Linked DNA regions of Sus scrofa: region 1 is linked to region 2. Evidence: chromatin contacts called from public Hi-C data. All regions are on one chromosome and are shown on one strand. Each heading gives the region's core, a stretch centred on a gene start, on an enhancer-like site or on the middle of the called end of the contact. The rest is flanking DNA. Distances are from core to core; before and after follow the strand shown. Region 1 holds the start of RAE1 (ribonucleic acid export 1). Region 2 has its middle 160 kb from the start of BMP7.

Region 1 (4,855 bases), core at 1,941-4,440, 230 kb before region 2:
CACCCTGAAGGAAGTTCCCAAACCACCTGGGCTCTCCCGCTGTCACAGACATGGGAAACCTGGCCTGCATAGGTGCTGCAAGCCCCATGAAGCTTTACGAGGTACCTTCATAGGGTTGTGATTATCTGTGGTTGTGCTGCCAAACATGCTAGTCCCACTGGTTCCAAAACCCGAGGTTGTTCCAAACAGACTCATTTTGGCCCTAAAAAATAATGGAAAAAGTTAAGGTTCTTTCTCAGGTAATAAATATCATTGAGAAGCAATATAAAGATAATTAGGTTATAAAAGGGGAATAAAAAGTAAATAAATAAATGTCTTCTTGATATCAGCCTTCTCGTTTTTTTTTTTTTTTTTTTTGTCTTTTTGTCTTTTGTTGTTGCTATTTCTTGGGCCGCTCCCGCGGCATATGGAGGTTCCCAGGCTAGGGGTCCAATCGGAGCTGTAGCCACCAGCCTACGCCAGAGCCACAGCAACTCGGGATCCGAGCCGCGTCTGCAACCTACACCACAGCTCACGGCAACGCCGGATCGTTAACCCACTGAGCAAGGGCAGGGACCGAACCCGCAACCTCATGGTTCCTAGTCGGATTCGTTAACCACTGCGCCACAACGGGAACTCCCAGCCTTCTCGTTTTTGAAAAGATCTAAATATGCAGTAAGTAGACTCCCTTTAAAAAATAAACTTAGAATGGGTTTTTTGGTAGAAAATTCCAAAGATTCCATACACCCCACATCCAGCTTTCTTCTTACAACTGTCATCATGAATTAACCACTGCTGATACATCACAGCAGAGTATTTTTCGATCACCAGCTGTGAAATAAATCCACTCATTCCATCTAGTCAGAGACACCGTGCTGAGCGCCCAGATATAACAGTAAAGCAGCAGAAGGCGCCACTCTTCCCGTTCTCACTTGTGACAGTTCACGTGCTTCTCACCAACTTCCACACTCTGGTTCAGGTCAGTGTCTCTGCATGAAGTTACTTAGAAAAGCCACCAGTCCTGGTAGCAATTGTGTAGAAGGTTTTAAAAGTAATCCACTTTGTCCTCCTTAGGCACTGAAAGGTTTGGCATTATGCCTTGGACATCTGACCTGCAAGAATCCCCCCACTTGGAGTTTTTTCCTGGGCACCACAGTCTAGAAGGGGTAGAATCATGCCTCTGCCACTTACCACAGCTGGGACCCTAGTCTCATCAAGCCCCATTTCCCCTATTCTGCAAACACGGAGCATATTAACACCTTCTCCAGGGTTGCTCTGAAGATAAATCACATTACACACAGCAAGTGCAGTGTCTAGTGCATAGTGGGTCATAAACAGCTTTCCCTTTTTTCCTTCCAGGAAGAAAGTCTATGTCTTCTTTAATTTTACTATTATTTTTTTTTTCTTGTTAGGGCCGCATTCTCAGCATATGAAGGTTCCCAGGCTGGAGGTCCAATGAGAGCTACAGCTGCCAGCCTATGCCACAGCCACAGCAACGTCAAATCCAAGCCATGTCTGCAACCTACACCACAGCTCACGGCAATGCCGATCCTTAACCCAGTGAGTGGGGCCAGGGATTGAACCCGCAACCTCATGGTTCCTAGTTGGATTCTTTTCCGCTGAGCCACGACAGGAACTTGGAAAGACTATGTACTATATAGAACTCTGATGACTCACATACACTGAGGCCACACTTCAATTCTGTCATTGTTCTCAAATTTTCACACTGTGTCTGTAACCTCCCCCAAAGGAGCCTAGTAGCTGAGAGACATACGACAGGAGTGGTATCTGTTAAGACCACACAAATGGGAAAACTGTGACAGATGTGGGGAAGGTGTTTGAGTTTCCCAAGCTACACCCCATGAAAGACAATCAGGTGTAGCCCCACTAGGTCTATGAATGCATTAGCAACTCAGCAACTCTGTACAAGGATGTGGTGGTGCTGGTCACCTCTGCCTCCTACCCTAAGACATGGATCTGAAACAGCAAACAAAAGAATGACAAGGCTTCTGCAAACACCAAGGAACTAAAAAACACATGGCTTTGAGCAAACTATTTAGCCTCGATTTTCTCATTTTTAAAAATAAACCCTAATATCTACTTCATGGAGCTATGAAAACCACGTGAGCTCATACATACAGTGTTTGAAACTTCTGTTCCTCCCTTCTCCTCAACCCAGAAGGTGGGAGAGAGCATTTCTGCAATGAGGGGTGAATGAGGGGAAAAGAGCAACAGTCACTAAGCATTAATCAGCCTATATGGACCAGAGGCTACCCTCAAGAAGGTCGGAAGACACGCGTTTACCTCCAACTGGCCTGATCTTGCTCGCTCCCTCCGTGCGACGCCCCCGCCCCGCCCGCTGACGGCTTCCTGCCTGTGCACACAGCAAACTCCTCCGGCCTGGGAGGATTCCTATGAGCTGCTCCTTCAGCCTGGGATGATCTGCCCTCTCCCAGACCCCCAGTTGTCTCAGTGTGAATCTTAGGGTCCCAATCCAAACGAATGCCTCCTGTGAGCTCTCTGGGGTGATGGAAATAGTCTAAAACTGCACCGCGGCGATGTGTACCCAACTGTACCCTTTAAATGGGTTACAGTCTGCGCCGCTTCCATAAAGCTGCTACAAGCATCTTTTTTAACAAAGTCACCTCCTCCGAGGCTTGCCTGCCTTCTTCCCAAAGCAAGATCTCCACCCCTCCACACACCCCCGCCTTCTTCCCAGTAGTACCGGTTACCACCCGGAATTTGTTTCAACCAATCCCCTCCCGAGGAGAACGCCAGAGAGCTGCCTGGATGCTTCCCCAATATACACCAGGCCCAAAGCGGCTGGCGTTTCCCAGATACCTGCCTGGGCGCAGTGTGTGTGCACGTGAATATAACACACACTTGGCGGAGGAAGACAGAAACAAACAGACTTAGTTTCAGAGTGGTAAGTGCAACAAAGGAGATCAAGCGGGTTGACGTGGCAGAGACTAGAAAGGGACGCCCTTGTGTAGCAGGACCTGGGAAGATCTCCGAGGCGGTAGCTTGTGTCGGATGAGAAGCCAGACAAGTAACGAGGAAGAGCAAAGGCGGCAAGGGCTGCCGTCAATTCTGTGACCCTTCCCGGAGCCTCAGTTTCCCCCCCCCACACACACAAAAATCACAAAAAACAAAACAAAAAAAACGAGAGGCTTAGACTTGAGGTGACCCGTCCAGCCCCGACGTCCCTCCCAGCGGCCACTAATGAAACCCGCTAACAGCCCGGCTCGTGCCCCAGCACCCCGTGGCGGGGCGCACTCCGCCGGGGGGCCGGCCTACCGCGCCATGGCGGCGGGGAACGAGGGGAAGCAGCACAGGGCCTACCTGAGAGTCGCGCCGCGGAGGGAAGCCGACGACGGGGAGCAGAAAGAGCTCAGGAGCCTGTGACCCGGCTCGGGCGTGGACGAGGCGAAGGCAAGGCGGCAGCGACAGTTATCTTCCGACCTCGAGGTCTCACGCTGGCCTAAAAACTGCCCTATTTACCGTGGGGGCCGCTGCGCATGCACCCACGAGGCACTTCCGGTGTCATCCGGAAGGAAGGGGAAGCTCCGCCCCCTCAAGGTAATTACACATGCGCAGAAGTGCTAATGACGCCAAGAAGAAGTCCCTGTGCCAGCAGTTTGCAGATTGGTCCAAAGCTGGTGTAGCCAACTCGGTTGCCCAGCGACCACTCAGATCAATCCACAGCCGGGGCTGGTTAAGGGTAGTTAGAATTTTCTCTTGTGAATTACAAGTGGAGCAGAATCCTGGTTGCGGTCAATCTTCCAGAGGCTGATGGGACGCTGCTTGGTCTACTCTGGCCTCCATAACTGCGGCTGGGGTATCTTGAGCCGTCCAGGCTCTTTGGACCTCAGTTTCAGCCGTAAAATGGGGATAATGATGCTTAATTTCCAGGGCTATTCTTAATTAGGTTCAAGTGAAGAAACACACAAGAAGGACTTTTGCTAAGTGTAAGGTCCACGGGAATGATAAGGGGCTGTTAGGATGCACACGTGCCAACTCAATATTTCAGTTGGTTGCTTTTTCCTCCTTTAGGAAGGAAAAATAGGAATTTCCTAAGGTTACCGTTCAACACACTGAACCTTCTTTACTACTTAGTGTGGCCTGCATACCAAAAGCCTTGATATCTGCAGGGAGCCTTAGGATCCACGGGACCTTGTTATTAAATGCAGATTCAGAAGGTTCAGTGTGGGCCTGAGAACCAACATTTCAAGCAAATTCCCAGCTGAAGTTCCAGGCTATGGACCGCAGTTAAACACCAAGGATCTAGACGAGGTGTTTGGAATCACTTGGGGAAGCTTTTAAAAAATGGTAATGCCTAGGTCTCATCTTCAGAGATTCTGATTTAGTTGGTCTGGGGTGGAACTAAGAGAATATTTCTAAAAAGCTCTCAGAGTTCCTGCTGTGGCTCAGCAGGTTATTAACCCGACTAGTATCCATGAGGATGCGGGTTTGATCCCTGGCCTCGTTCAGTGGTTTGCCACAAGCTGTGGTGTAGGTCACAGATGCAGCTCAAGTCTAGTGTTTCTGTGGTTGCTATGACCCAGAGGCTGGCAGCTGCAGCTTAGCTCTGATTCAACCCCCAGCCTGGGAATTTCCATAGGCCTCAGGTGCAGCCCTAAAAAGAACGTTTCTTTCTTTTTTTTTTTTTTTTGCCTTTTTAGGGCCACCCTTGCAGCATATGGAGGTTCCCAGGCTAGGGGTTGAATGGAAGTTGCAGCTGAGGGCCTGTACCACAGCCACAGCAATGCCAGATCTGAGCAGCATCTGCGACCGACACCACAGCTCATGGCAGCCCCGGATCCTTAACCCATTGAGTGAGGCCTGGGATTGAACCTGCGTTCTCATGGATGGTAGT
Region 2 (4,585 bases), core at 989-3,488:
AGGGACTCCCTGCCTTTACACAACTCTTCTTTGGAGTTTTTATTGTCAGCTCTTTCTGATTTTAAGAAAGCTCCTAAAACCAAGTCTAGTTTGGGTAATTTGACTTTTGCAAGAGCAGAAGCAATGTTTTGATTTTAATTAGTAAACCACAAATCCCCTTGGCAGCCTCTTTTTGGGGGAGAATCGAACAGCATAAATCCATTAGAAAATTCTTGAAGGGAGCATAAAAACACTCCAGGGTCTGTTCTGTGCCAGGTGCTTAGGGTTTCTCACCCTGCAGCTGCTGCAAAAGGTTGTACCTCCTACAGAGAGGGGAGCTGAGCCTCAGGACGCTTAGGCAACACCCCCCGGCCCCCACAAAAGACACCCAGCTCTTCTGAGGCACCGCTGGGCTCCTACCCACACCGCCCCGCCCTCCTCTCCAAACCCCTCTTGCTGGACAAGCCTACTCGCTCAGGGCAACCCCTTCCTTTCCTGCCATCTTTGTCAGCCTAAACCAGGGGGTGGAACACTTCTGTGGAGGATTATGTGGGATTTTAGGCCCCTGATCTCTGACCTTGTAGGATGAAAACCACTCTAAGCAAAATACGAAGCAAATGGGTGTGGCCATTTACAAAAGCAGGTGATGGATGGATTTGGCCCCAGGCTGTCGTTTGCCCACCTGCGTCTTGGCCAATCAGGGTAGTCAATCCCCTTTGCCAAGAGTCACTAGCAAGGGGCTTGGGCTAAGGTTCTGGCCCACAGGCCCTGAGGGGATGTCGGCTCAAGGAGTTCTGGGGAAAGATTTCTTTAATCTTAAAAAGATGCTAGGATTTCCCAGTGTGGCTCAGTGCGTTAAGAATCCAAGTAGCATCCATGAGAAGGTGGGTTCCATCCCTGGACTCGCTCAGTGGGTTAAGGATCTGGCGTTGCCACAAAGGACTGCGTAGGTCACAGATATGGCTTGAATCCGGTGTTGCCGTGGCTGTGGTGTAGGCCTACAGCTGCAGCTCTGATTCAACCCCTAGCCCAGGAACCTCCATATGCCAGAGCTGCAGCCCTGCAAAAAGAGAGAAGACACTAGATGGAAACCTTTCTTCTCTGCATCTGAATGCAGCTGGTAAGGAGGTGATGGCTGGAGCAGATGCAGCCCTCTTGTGCCTCCAGGAGTCTGAGGATCAAAGCTGACCTGGAGGGTCGAAGAATCCTGATGATGGTGCCAACAAGTCCGGGATGAGCTGTCTGCTGTTGCCTCCTCTCCTCTGGACTTAGCATCCAGATGTTTAGGATGTAAAATTATAAAGATGTGTTATTACTTAAAGCATCTCTGGTAGAATTTTACTTCTTTATAGAGAAAAAAGCCTCCCAAACAAATAAATTGTCCATGGTGTATTCTTTCCCTACTTCCCCACATGGTTTTCCTGGCTTAACTGAGTTTATTTTACTCAGTGCTGAGTAGAAGAAACACCTGTCTGTTTCCTTCCAGAGGAGAATCCATGCAGCCTGTGTGTCAGCCCAGGGCCCGCAAAACACAGGTACTGACGTGTGTGTGCAAATGATGGCTTCCCAGTGGGAACTTTCCTTTCTGCCCTGTTTTCTTTTAAAGCCAATTACGGAAGTCAGTGTGTCCGAGTCTCAACTCCAGAGCAGGTGCGTTTCTGGTCACAGAGAGAGGTATGGCTGGTCTTCCTCCGACGTCACCTGATTGACAGGTAGGTGCTGAGACCTTGCAAGGAGGAGCTTGCCTGTGGGTTTCCTGGTTGACAGGTGTCAGGGAGGCTGGTGCTCGGCATTGCCTGCCGGCTGGTCCACAGCAAACACAGAACAGGGCCGTGAGTCCAGGAGGTCCGGGGAGCACCGAGGCCTGAGAGATCAGCGAGGCCTTCCTGGAGGAAGAGGCACCCCGCCAGGCCCCGCCAGGCCCCGCCAGGTGTGGGCTGTTAGAAGGCAGTGGTGGTGGAGGCTGGGAGGTATCTTCACGTAGAGAGGGCAGCTCGTGCCGAAACCACGTGTGGGGATGAGCCGGTGGGAGGTGTTTTGGAAACGCTCCTGAAGCGCCCACAAGTAGAAACAGCCAGAGACTGTGTTCAGAGCACAGCTTTGGGACACACACCCCCTGAGCCAGACCAGGGTTTCTCAGCCTGGGCCCTGGCTGTAAGGCCAGGAGCTGAGCGGGCCCCTGGGGGACAGGATCAGCACCCTGGCTCGCTGCCCTGCGGTGTGGGGCTGGATGCCAAGAAGAAGCCCAGGACTTTTCCATCCAGTGCAGGCCGAGCCTCCCCGCTGCCCCGGGCTCCCGAACAGCTCGTCATGCTACCAAAGAAGCAAATTCCCACGGTTCATTACGGGTTTTTTGAATATTCTTTTTAAAAATTAAAATGAAAAACAAAATAAGTCAAAGAAGACAGAGCCCCTCCCTGAAGCCACACGATTGTCCCCAGTGCAGCTGAGGCCTCCAAAGGACCATGAGTCCTCGGCCCCGAGGCAGGGGCCTCACGTGGCTGGAGGGGGAGGTGCAGAGTGAATCAGTCTCTGCCCAGCGAGGACGGTGTCCCCAGCATCCCCAGTGTCCCCATCTGGGCCCGGGGCCCTGGGAAACCTGGTCCCCTTTGGGCCTCACCAGTCGCCTGACCTGTGAACCCCCGGATACAGCCAGAGACCCTGTCCCGGAGGTCCCAGCCAGGGTCTGCCCCCCCGCCCCCCACCCCGGCCATGGCCAGCAGGCAAGGGTGACTCCTCGGCAGGTGGGGTGCGCCTGCGTAAGTGGGCTCTGCCCTCCCTCCAACTCTCTGAACTGGGGGGGGGGGGCGCCGGGCGGACCCCCAGCTCGTGTTCCCAGCCGTGGGGGAGGGAGGCTGGCCCCTCCTTGCCCCAGGGCCTCCCAGGTGCCAGCAGCTTCTCCCACCGGGGATGCTTCAGTGTCCTAAGACATGTGTCCAGACATGTGCTGGGCCGTGGCTGCTGCCCCAGACCGGGGGTTGGGGGGGGCGTCTTCTCCAGGCCAGTTTTCTCACGCTTCCACCCAGCTCCTTGCCCCCCTGCTCCCTCCCCGGGTCACTTCTTAGACTGGGGAGGGCCCTCCCCCAGCCCTTAGGACCCCGTCTGAAGAAGGATGCCCAGATGGTGGGAACTGGGTTCTGTTTGCTTCTATATCAACATCTACTCACAGCCCCGTGAAAGGCAGCAGGGAGGGTGGCCACGGACTGAACTTTCGAACGGAAAGGGAGCCGTGTGCGTGCGCGGGGCCTGCCAGGACAAAGACCACAAACCGCAGGGCTTAAATCCACAGACACCTGCCCTCTCACCGTCCCAAGGCCAGAGGTCGGAAATCCAGGCATCACAGGGCGGTGCTCCCACTGATTCCTCCAGGGACACGGCCTCCTTAGGCTCTTCCAGCTCCTGGAGGTTCTGGGCCTCCTCTGCTTGTGGCCCCATCACCAGCCTCCTCCTCTGGCATCGTGTGGCCGCCTCCTCTGTGCGTCTCTTACAAGGACACTTGTCACTGGATGGAGGGTCTCCCCGGATAATCCAGGCTGATCTCACCTCCAGATCCTCAATTTAGTTACACCTGCAAAAACTCTCTTTCCAAAGAAGTCACACCCAGAGTGTCTGGGGTCAGGGGCGGCCGTATCGTTTGGGGGAACCACCTTTTTTGTTGGGTTTTGTTGCTGTTCTTTTTATGGCTACACCTGCGGCATGGGAAGTTCCTGGGCTAGGGGTCGAATCGGAGCAACAGCTGCCTGTCTATGCCACAGCCACAGCGATGCCAGATCCAAGCCGCGTCTGCAGCCTACACCACAGCTCATGGCAACGGTGGATCCTTAACCCACTGAGCGAGGCCGGGGATTGAACCTGAGTCCTCAGGGATACCAGTTGGGTTTGTTACTGCTGCTCCGCCACAGGACTCCTATCCAGGTTATGTTTCCTGATTTTGGTGACTGTATCATCCTCTGGTCTCTGCCCCCTCCAGCATCACCCCCCATCACAGCCCCTGAGATCCCCTCACTCCGGCCTCGGAGATCTGCACCCCCCCCCCGACTTCCCCAGGTCCTTCCTGCCACAGGGCCTTTGCACTTGCAGCCCTTTCTGCCTGGCATGCTTTCCTTTCAGATGGCCACGGCCTGACTCCTTCCTACCACTTAGACTCACAACTTATACCACTGCCTCCAGGAAGCCCTCCTGGACCATCCAATCCAGGGTCCTCCTCCCCGCCACGGTTTCCCCACATCCCCTTGCTTGATGGCCTTCCCAGCCCCGCCTGAAATGTGTAACTGCCCTGAGTGTTTGTTTTGCATCTCCCCCAGCTCCAGGGAGAGCTCCGTGGGAGCAGAGTTTGACAGTGACCCTGTGGGGGACAGAGCTGCGAGCAAAGATGGCTAAGGGGCTGAGCTGTGGCCATCGACCTCACGAGGCAGACAGAGCCAGCCCCCCGGGACCCCCATGGCATTCAGGGACCGAGGAGACCCACCGTCTCTTCTGCTTAAGAGAATCCAACCGGTTGTGTTTAGGGCCCGGGTCGCTGGAACCTCAGAGCACTAGGGCAGGGTCTAGGTGGGCTGCTCTGGCTCTGATCCCTGGGGAGTGGTGCAAGGCGGGACCTCCCCAC

What was found. Hi-C and Micro-C count contacts between places; a contact is called where the count stands out from the background.
Region 1: a Hi-C map of omental adipose tissue shows a contact between it and region 2, with 3 times the contacts expected there. The contact joins the promoter of RAE1 here to the enhancer-like site in region 2. A contact is called at or near these places in 4 of 5 promoter capture datasets (fetal liver, fetal skeletal muscle, liver and 1 more), 21 of 47 Hi-C or Micro-C datasets (alveolar macrophages, brain, embryonic fibroblasts and 13 more) and 1 of 2 datasets of contacts at active chromatin or transcription factors (skeletal muscle).

What each region holds. Positions count from the first base shown.
Region 1 is chr17:57,750,516-57,755,370 of Sscrofa11.1, reverse strand. It overlaps RAE1 (ribonucleic acid export 1), which reads right to left and starts at 3,190. Exons shown (of 12, transcript NM_001105296.1): 1 at 2,821-3,190; 2 at 106-202. The coding sequence starts at 195.
Region 2 is chr17:57,517,589-57,522,173 of Sscrofa11.1, reverse strand. No RefSeq gene overlaps it. Among named protein-coding and RNA genes, the nearest start is that of BMP7, 160 kb to the left of the region's middle. Within about 2 kb of position 2,238, at least 3 of the 83 cell types and tissues checked have an H3K27ac peak or open chromatin away from gene starts, as enhancers often do. A contact at or near this core is called in omental adipose tissue, where this site is marked.